Linked DNA regions of Anser cygnoides: region 2 is linked to region 1. Evidence: chromatin contacts called from public Hi-C data. All regions are on one chromosome and are shown on one strand. Each heading gives the region's core, a stretch centred on a gene start, on an enhancer-like site or on the middle of the called end of the contact. The rest is flanking DNA. Distances are from core to core; before and after follow the strand shown.

Region 1 (4,940 bases), core at 1,792-4,291:
ACACTGCCCCTTTTAACCTTTCAGCTCTTACTGCTGTAGGAATATTCAAACCACTATGAACCCATTACCAGTTCCTTACAATTCAAATTAAGCAGTGAAAACCTGAACTGTTTTAATAGCAATTTTTCAGGTTGTCTCAGAAAGATGTCAAAAGCTTTTTGACATCTTCCTCTTAGAGCTGCTGTAAGTAACATTTTCATTACCTGCATAAATAACAGCAAAAACGATTGCCTCGCTACCACTAAAAGACATCTGATCTGTTTAATAACTCCAATTCTGCAACCCAATTTAAGGTGCAAACAAACCACAAAAGAAGGTTGGTTCGTTGGGTTGTTTGTGACATAGAAAGCACATGGAGGGGGGAGCAGAAGAGAGACAGAAAGGATGAATTGGCAGAGTTTGAAATCTGGGAGCTAACAGCATACTCATGTATGAGACTGCCAAATGTAAGGACCGAGTGCTCCAAAATCATACAGAAAGAGATGACACTATGCGAATTATACAACAGAGAAGCTGAGGAGTAGTCTCCATTTGTTGTTTTTAGTAAGCCACTTGGCTGTACCCAAAAGCCTAGCACAACTCTCAGACTGACAGATGAAAAGCCATGGCCTATGCTAAAGACAACTGCGAAAACACCAAATTCCTTCTGTTTACAGGAATGCCACAAATATTTTGTACACTGTTCCAAAACCATTCTCATGTAGTACTTTACGTATTACTCAACCAGAAAAATTAACAGCTCCCTTTCCACAACTGAGACTGACCAACCTTTCAGTTTCACTTCACTGCTCTACTAAGACCTGAAGAAGCATTCTGAAGAACCAACAAGAGCCAGAAGTCTTCCTTGACAGTTATTTGCTCCAAACATTTTCCCTGGCCTGTTAATTTCTGCACTGTTACCTGCACTCCATCTTCAGCTCTTAAGTGCACAGGTGCTTTTACTCACGCTTTTTTTTCTGCTTGGTAACCACCAAGACATTTTTCTGATAAACTACTTGAAACCACTGAGACAGGAGGGAACAGAAACAGCGTTTGCTCTGCTCCACTCAACTGCTCTGACCACTAGGCTGCGATAATCTAACTGCACGTTCCCCATCCACCAACAGTTTTCTTTGAAGCTGTGGGTTTCTTCTTACAGGAGAGAGCTCCCTGCTCCAGGTTCCAAGCAGAAGATACCTACTGTGCCAAAACTTACCAGTGTGATGCCTATGCTCTAGACCAACAGGAGTCCAAAAATACCCACCTTACTGGCATTTTCTACTGGAAACAACTGTGGCTAGTGCTGCTTGCTTACATTTCTTGAAATAACATAGTTGGACTGGACAACTAACTGCAGTTGCCCAAATCTGCCAGAGACATGGATGTTTTTACCCAAGAACTGTTCTACCTACAAGCTTGTGCCTAAAGTGGGGTTTCAACCTGACCCTCTGTATCACCGCAGCATAACCCAGCCAACTAAAACTTTACAGCTCCACACAACCATATGAACCAGGATTCTGTTAAAAAGCCAGCTTATAGAGAGCAAAGACATGCCCTTTATGTTGTCGATGAATGAGGTTTCTAGTCTTAAAACACAATGGCCATAGTTTTCAGACAGTAACTAGCTTGCTGACTTACCTGTATTTGATTTCCTTCCTAGTAATTCTGCAGTTAAGCAAAATATTTCTAGACATTTAGAGTTAACAAAGTGAAATATCTTTTCAATGCAAATATCTTTCCCTCATCAAATTATTCACTCGCAGAACCATTTTTTTCCTAACATCTCACTGCTTAAAAGTACAACTTTTCAGCACGCGTATGGAGGTCTGCTGAAACTTACTCAGAGTTTTAAAATGAGGCACCCCAAATACTGCATTTCTCACAGCCTTCAACCCTTCAGCAGTCAGAGAGTTGAAACGGGAATGTCAACTACTAAAATCATTCAACACAAGAGTCAGAACTGCCTTAAAAGAAAAAAGAAAAAAAAAAAAAAGCATTCTGCTAAACATCACTGTCATCCCTCAGACAGAAAAGGAGAACTTTTAAAAACAGGCAAACAAACCGATGCTTGGCATGCATCACTAGCGCTGCTCCCGCACAGCCACAGAACAGATAACCTCCATATCATTAATTGTCAAGTTCATTTCCTAATCAAACCTTGCCAGGCACATCTCACGCAGACACCTATATTTGCAGCAACTCTGGATGTTCCGAGGAAGGCCGGCTTTTGTTAGAGATCCGATTCAAAGACGTGAAAACAGCTTCCCCGCGTGCTCGCGGACAGAAGAGCCTCTTACTCTGACTTTATACTTGCAGAGATGCGAAAGCCCAGTACCACAGCCCCGGCAGCCCCTGCGGGCCTGCTCCCTTCTAACCACAGCCGCCAGGAGCACAAAACTCCTTCGCCAAAAGCACCGGCCAGCCAGCGCACGCGAACCGGCACCAAAAACCCCACGTTTCTCACGGGTGAAGCACAAACACGTCCCGTCGCACCGGCCGGCTGCCCCTACCAGGACCAGCTTCATACCCGAGCGGCTTTGTTACTCTGCCCGAACCACAAGCCGTGGGGCTCGATGGGGGCCGTTACGAGGGGGGGGGGGGGGGGGGCGCTGTGAGGGCCCCCAACCGCCGCCAACCGCCATCAACCGCCCGCGGCCTCGCCTCGCCTCACCTGTGCGTGGCGCCGCCGCCGCGCCCGGCGCCGTCCCCGCCCCCGCCGGCTCCCATGGAGGAGCCGCCACCGCCTCGTGCTCGTGCCCGTACTCGTGCCCGTGCTCGTGCGTGCTCGTGCCCGCGCGCCCCCGCCCCGCCTCGCCCCGCCCCCCGCGGCAGCCCGCCCCCACCCTGTCCGCAGCTGCCGCCGCGCTTCCGGGGGCGCCACATAAGTCCCGCGAGGGAGGTGGCAGCCGCCGCGGTGAGGAGGGCGGAGGGGAGCGGCCGTGGTACCTCGGCTGCAGCAGGTGCGTGCAAGGCGGCGCCCCACGGCTGGCCAGGGGCGCGGCGCGCAGGGCGGGACGGGGTGGGGAGAGGTGGGGGGGGAGGAAAAAAGATCGCGTCGGCACCGCTCCGCGCATGTGCGGGCCTTGCCGCTTCGAGCTGCCTGCTCCCGGCGTGCCCCGCGTGGGGGGGGGGGGGCTGAGAGCGGCGCGGTGCATGATGGGGGTTGTAGTCTGGAGGGGGGCGTGGCTGGGGCGCGGCGGGAGGTTGGCAGTGAGGGCCACTTCCCTTCGCTTTCCTTCCCAGCGTTAGCGAGTTACTCGCCGCGCGATGGCCGCGGGCCCTTACTGCCTTACGTGGCCGTGGGCGGGCGGCGCCATCTTGCGAGCCTCCCGTAGCGCCCAGGTGCTGTAAGGTGCCCCTGTGGGGGGCACCTGGCGCGGCCAGGAGTGCTGGCTCCTGGGATGGAAAGCGCCTCGCAGTTACCGTAGTGTTTTTGAGGGAAACTGGATGTTAAAAAGCGAATTAGCCGAGTCTTAAGAGCTACCACTGCTTTGGCTAAGACACTCAAACAAAGAGGCCGGGTTATAGGAAACTTTCGATCTCTTTGACTAAATATTTTCCTTGACTGTAAAGCAGTGCTTTCTTTTCCTACTTAAAAAGTGTTGGGAACTGATTATTGATTGTATAATTACATCATTTTTATAGAGTGCTAGATAAGTTACAAATACTGGCAGAGGTAGCATACGAATTACCTGTAGCAATGATTTATTCCGAAATAAAACTGGAAGATCACATAACTTGTTGTCTTCAGATTTATTTTTTTCCCAAGATAGAGCAAAACAAACTATAAAGACCGTAGTATTGGGGGAAAAATGAGTAGGGGCTCAGGAAACCAAATATAAAGGCAGGAAGCGCACTTAATGTCTTCCTTTTAGGCAGTGATCCAGCAGTCTGCTCCAGTACTTAAATTTGATAGTTTAGGATCCTGGTCAGTACTCTAAATGCATGTGGATGCTCCATCATGTGTTCTTTCTTCACTGGTTTATGTGCACTCTACCCAGTTTTTATATCAGAAACTGACACAGCAGGAATGAAGACAACTTCTCTTCAGCTGAAGTATGAGCTGTGGTCCTGCTCAGATGTGTCTTATGGCTGTGCAACATTTTTATTTTTTAGAGCCCACAGCCATGTGCTGCATAGAGAACATTCACTGTCTCAAACAAGATGTGCATGATGAGCAAAAACTACTGAAAGAATACAGGCTGTTCTGGAATGTGTTTTCTTGCAATATGTGAAAATCTGTAAAACCAAAATGGTCCTTTATCCCAATGTTTCAGTGAGGAATTATACCTTTTGACTTCCAGATGTGCTTGGGTAACTGCTGATTCACCTTCAGGAGAAGCCCTGAGCGAAGCTTAAGTGCATATCCCTTGTAAATAGAGTGCTGGTGAAGAACAGTTAAAATAATCTTTTCTTATCAGATATGCTAGTTAATCAACTGCTTTAAAACAACAACAATAATACTCTTATCATGGTAGCCTCACCTTCCTTCCTGCTCTTATCCAATTTACCAATTCTGTCAGCTGTTTTGGCTTGTACTATCAGCTCTAAATTTCCAAGAAACTGCTCTGCCAGCCAAGATTGCTAGAAACAGTGCCATGTTCTGGCTTCAGTCCTTCCTATTCTGAAACACCCTCTTTCCTGGTAGAGAGGGTTGTACTGCTAAGCGTTTTATCTGTACAAGTTCTCTCAATTAGGAGAGAACTGCTTTAAAATTGTAATGTTGAATGACAAGAGACTTGGCTGTTTGTGAAAGCCAGGTCTTGCTTATGTAAAACGAAGTATTCAGTGGGGCAAAGGTCTTGTCATTGCTTGAATGTGAAGTTCCTGGCATTCATTTGATGTTGATAACACAGCCCAGCTATATACGAGGAATATGATATTCTATAAATAACATACAGCATTTCACTTTCTGGGAGAAACAGTGTGACTAAAAGCAGACATAATCACGGTAGAGCTTT
Region 2 (4,940 bases), core at 1,681-4,180, 180 kb before region 1:
CATATTCTTTCACTGATGTTATTTTCCTTACATATCCCCCATCCACTTCAGACAGGGGAAGTTCAAAGTATTCTCTTTGAGGTTCTCCATTTTAAAATTTATTTTTATTTTTTTTAACCTTCAGGAATGGGGAATCCCTGAACAGTTCCATGCTGTGGTAGAACCTAAACTTACGGTAGTTTCTGGCTCAAAGAGGTCTCTTCTGCATTTTTTCCATAGTAACATTAAGAGCTTGTTTTCGTAACAACTGTATACTGCTAAGCTTTTGCAGGTAAGGTTATGAAACAACTGAGGATCAACACTTCGGTTCAGACTGCTTCTCTCCCATTTGTACTATCATTTTGCCATCTTTTAGGGTAACAGGAGCAGTGCTGTCTCACTTCTTGCAGACACTTCAACTCCATTTTGCCCGCACATTTTAGTGCTCCCAGTGGCACTGTTACATTCTTTACAGAGCATGCAACTTTTTTCTAGAGGCTGCAACACAAAATGAATAGGGCATCAGAGCATTCAGACATGACTCTCTATTTGTTGTCTGCAGTAATCAGCATGCATTTTGAAGACAGTATCATTAGTCACTATCATTACAGAGCCACTAGAGACTCTTTCGAGATTGAAGTAAATTAGTGGTGCAGCACCCATTTCCATTCTCACACTGACAACCTTACTCAAACTCCAGAAGCCTTATAAATACACTTCACAACAATGTTCCCCACTACTAAAGAGCTAACAGACTCAGTCAAGTCAAAGGCTATACTAGACTGTATTTATATAACATACATATATGTTCACATACGCATATATTTTTCCAAAGTTCAAGGATTCAAGAATCATACCAAAGTCCAGCACCACTTTGACCCTCTTAATAAGCACTACTTAGATGCTAAATACTTCAAAGGTATCAAGTTTTTAAAGTGACAGTTAACATTGCATATTTTTCCAAAGAATCATTAAATTCGTCTTAGAAAATTCAGCTGTGATTAAATAAAGTTCCACATAACCACGAGAAATCATAACATTTTATCCAGCATTATAACTGAACTTGTTAGCAGAACTAAAACCTTTAAAAATTCATGAATGAAAATTCATGAAATAAAAATTCTTGAATATGAACATTAAGGAAACTGCCTATACTTCGTCTCATAGAAGCTTCAAGCGATATGCTTCTTTCTGAATTCCCAAATATCCATCTCTCAGCTTAGTCTCCCTCCTCATCTTCTGTCTGTGTACTAAGATGCTTTCTTATTCTTGATATTTTTCCTTGTCCAAACAAGGAAAGCAAGTTTCTAAGCTTTTATCAGGGTAACATGAGTTATTCCAGTAAACAAAGTTCTGTAGCATGCTACCAGACGAGATTCAGTTGCCTGAACACAAAGAATGCTTCAGCCCACCTGTGAGATCAGTGACTTTATTACACAGATCAGGATGTAAAGCTGCGTGGTGATAATTGAATATATGGCAGATTTAAGACACTACTAAGAAGATAAGTAATTTGTGCCTTTGAATGTCTATTATGTTATAAGTGAGACCATACAAATTTCTTGGTCTATCAGAAATATTTTATTAATTAAGTAAGCAGGCACAAGCAAAACAGCGCTGGGCGGCTGGGGAGTCTCCGCTCCACCACAGCACGCAACTTTCCCTTTTCAGTGTCGCCGTTTTATAGCATCCAAGTTTCGGTTTGTCAGGACTTGTTGGACCTTCTGAAGCTGCGCAGTTCGTTGTTGGGGGTCGTTGTTTTTCTTTCGATGATCATGCGTTGTGCTCGTGTTCAAGGGGGAGGGTAGTGAAGCGGGAAACAGTATTTCACAGAGTCTTTGTTTTACCAAGGATGTTTATCCAACACCCCCTCCCCACTATCTACTTGCTTAGTCTTCCCCCTTAACAAGGTCGTAAATTGCAAAACCTTATCTTCTCAGCAGATCCTCTGAATTCCTTTTAAAGACAATGAACAAACACCCGCTAATTTATCACATATTACAATGAGAAAACTATTTCCTACTTCAGTCATTAATAATCACAGAAAGGAAGAATGCCGCTGGAAATCACGTATTGAAGGGCTGGTGGCAGCTCTTCACCAGGTGGAAACAATTATTGATATATGGATAGATGACCCTCATTGTATCAGGTATGGCTAGATAGCTTCCAGCTGATTAAACAAAATTAAAATCACATCCCTTAACTTTCCATTTGTTCCTGTCTGGAAGAATACTCCTATCAATTCCTCATGCACACACTCACTGCTTCGCTCCTGCATTGCTCCTACTGGGGATAGAAAGGGAGTGCATCTCACAGGGCTAGTTCTCTGCCGAGGATAGCTAACCACAGGCCATGCTCTTGGTGCTTATTCAGTGCACTCTGATGCCGCTTTTGGTAGCTCCTAGGACGTAATGATAGCTTAACTACACGCATTCCTCTAGGACTGGTGCAGCCACGATTTCCCCAAGCTTTCCACAGCGTCAATGAAAGTGTGTATGTTAACCTGCCTCCTGGTGTTTTTAGGCTTTCCGGCCTCCCTTTTAACTACCTCCCCCAGCTGCGTATCATTTGCTCCACTTGTCTCGCAAACACTCGTGCGTTCTATTGATAACTTGGTTTTGCTTTCTGTTAGCGTGGTGGGAAATAAACAAGTAAACAAAGCCTGGCTGGTCTCCGTAACTAAAACCAGGTATCGCCCGCAAGTCGAGCCGTCCCTCCGTTCCTCACCCTGCCGGCAGCATAAACTCTGTCCCGAAACCTTCTCCCCCTCTCCCCCATTCCCCCAGCCGCCCTGAAGGCCGAGTCCCGTTCCCAGACTCCAGCCTCCAGCCAGCCCGCGCTGGGCAGGCCTGGGCCCGCGGGGCGGGGCGGCGGCGGGACGCGCCCCCACGGCGGCGGAAGGGCGCCCGGAGTCCAGCTCCCCGCGGCGACCGGGCTGCTCACGGTAACGGGGCTCCCCCGAGCACCTCCCCGTCCCGTGCTGCCCCCCTCGCCTGGTCAGCGCAGCGCTGCGGTGCCCCCCCGAAGGCTGCCCGGGCTGGGATCCGGCGGTGCCTGGCCAACGCCAGGCACTGGCGGCGGCTCGGGGCGTGAAGTGGGTTTGTGAACGCGCAGGTCATCGGCGTTGTTCGTGGCGAAAAGCCGAGTTTGGCCCTTTTTGGTAGTCAGTCATGCGTCAGCGGCTGTGTTTGTAATGCTGTTCAGAGATGCCGCGGGGGTTGTGAAACGTCGGGCCTCTGGAGGAGGGTGGACAACGGAGTTTGGTGGCGCTGAACGCCCCTGAAATGCTAGAGGTGCTTGTTTGCCGCAGAGACTGCCCTCTGAAGGGATCGAAACCTCAGGAGTCATAGCGCAAGTTACTAAATTAATTTGTCACCGCTCCCGAGTAGAGATCCACTCAGCAAAAAGCGCCTCAGAGTGAGGTGAACAGGCCTTTTCCCTGGAAGGGGACTGCTGTCTTACATTTATTTTGCATTTTTTTTTAGAATATCCGACCGAGATTCGTTTATTGGAGTGGACTTTTGCACTGTTCAAAGGTCTTATCTGTGTACTTGTTTGATCAGAAACCAGAACATGTTTTCCATATTCAAATAGGCTTCAATTTCATAGTACAATATTCTTGTCCTTAAGCCTCTTTCAAACGAGTCTTGATTTTTAGGGTAAAAATTTGGCATGTCTGGTGATGTGTGGGACTAAGATTTGTTGAGGATTAACAATTTCATGCTAATTATAAGAATTTTACTGTTATATCACCAATTTGGTGACAGTGTTGGGTTGCCTTTATAGCATTAAATTTATGTCGTTTACTTGAATTGTTTTTACTAATGGCTGATATATTTTCATGCATTTTTGCTTTCCAACTTAGCTGAGACAATGACAGGCTTTGAAAAGAACCTCCATCAGGAAATGATTTCTCAGCTGCATAATTTTGCTGCTGTTGGAGATGCAGCCAAACTGAAAGCGTTGCTCAGCCATTCACCATCACTTATCAATGCAGCTGCAGATAACGGCTGGACGGCCTTGATGTATGGTGCAAGAAATGGACACTTTGACATAGTACGGATTCTTCTGGAAGAAGGGTAAGCTGTTTAGTAGGTCCCACTGAAGAGTTCTGCCCTAAATTTCTTTCTGTCCAGTTAAATATGACGTCAAACAAGTAAATTTACTCAACAGATAGTGGAAGAATATTCAGGCTTAAAATTCAGAATTACATGCTTTGTGTCATTTTATAACTGGATTGTGCTATTTGCTAAAAACTGTTGAAAAGATATAAGGATCCCTAAAATTATTGATCTTCAAAGATACATTGTCAGTCCTCACAGAAACCTGCAGAACAGAACAGAATTTGTACCCCATTCCAAACAGTGTTCTGAATATAAATTTGATGTATGTGATTGTTCTACTTAGGCTTTTTCCGTAAGGTTTAATTGTAATCCACTTGCATCTATGTTACAGTGCAGAATGTTTGCAGACATATTGACCATTATGTAGGATATGACAGACGTACCTACACCAAAGTTAGTGATTTCTGAATTTCATGCTGCTTTTCTTTTAGATGTGTCTTCCTTCCTCTTTCAGCTGTCATATTTTTTTATTCAGTCACTGTGACACCATGCATGTTCTTTGCTTGTCAAAGACTTGTTTTAATACATTTGTTGTCCATCTTCAACTCCTGTAGTTCTAGTCTGGCAAGACACTGAGAAAAGCACAAAATGCTGCAAAGTTTTTGAAACTTCAGAGAAGATTTTTCCAAAGCCTGAATAAAGTTAGGATCGATATGTTTCAAATGGAAAACATTTCATAATGAGAGCGAGAGTTCAGCGGAGCTCTGTCTTAATCAAGGCTGATCTGTTCTTCTCTGCAACCCTAATTACGGAGCCATGCTAGACTAGTTCATTCTGTGGTTATGAGTAATCTCAAGCACGTCATTCCACAGCCTCCAGGATATTTTTACACTTTTT

What was found. A called contact is a pair of places that touch in the nucleus more often than the background predicts.
Region 2: a contact with region 1 is called in a Hi-C map of liver, with 1.8 times the contacts expected there. The contact joins the promoter of NUDT12 here to the promoter of PPIP5K2 in region 1. A contact is called at or near these places in 2 of 7 Hi-C or Micro-C datasets (both in liver).

Annotation. Positions count from the first base shown.
Region 1 is chrZ:25,631,687-25,636,626 of Taihu_goose_T2T_genome, reverse strand. PPIP5K2 (diphosphoinositol pentakisphosphate kinase 2) reads right to left here and starts at 3,041. Exons shown (of 31, transcript XM_066988460.1): 1 at 2,926-3,041. GIN1 (gypsy retrotransposon integrase 1) reads left to right here and starts at 2,793. Exons shown (of 8, transcript XM_066988477.1): 1 at 2,793-2,939.
Region 2 is chrZ:25,810,604-25,815,543 of Taihu_goose_T2T_genome, reverse strand. It overlaps NUDT12 (nudix hydrolase 12), which reads left to right and starts at 2,930. Exons shown (of 8, transcript XR_010827825.1): 1 at 2,930-3,401; 2 at 3,845-4,058.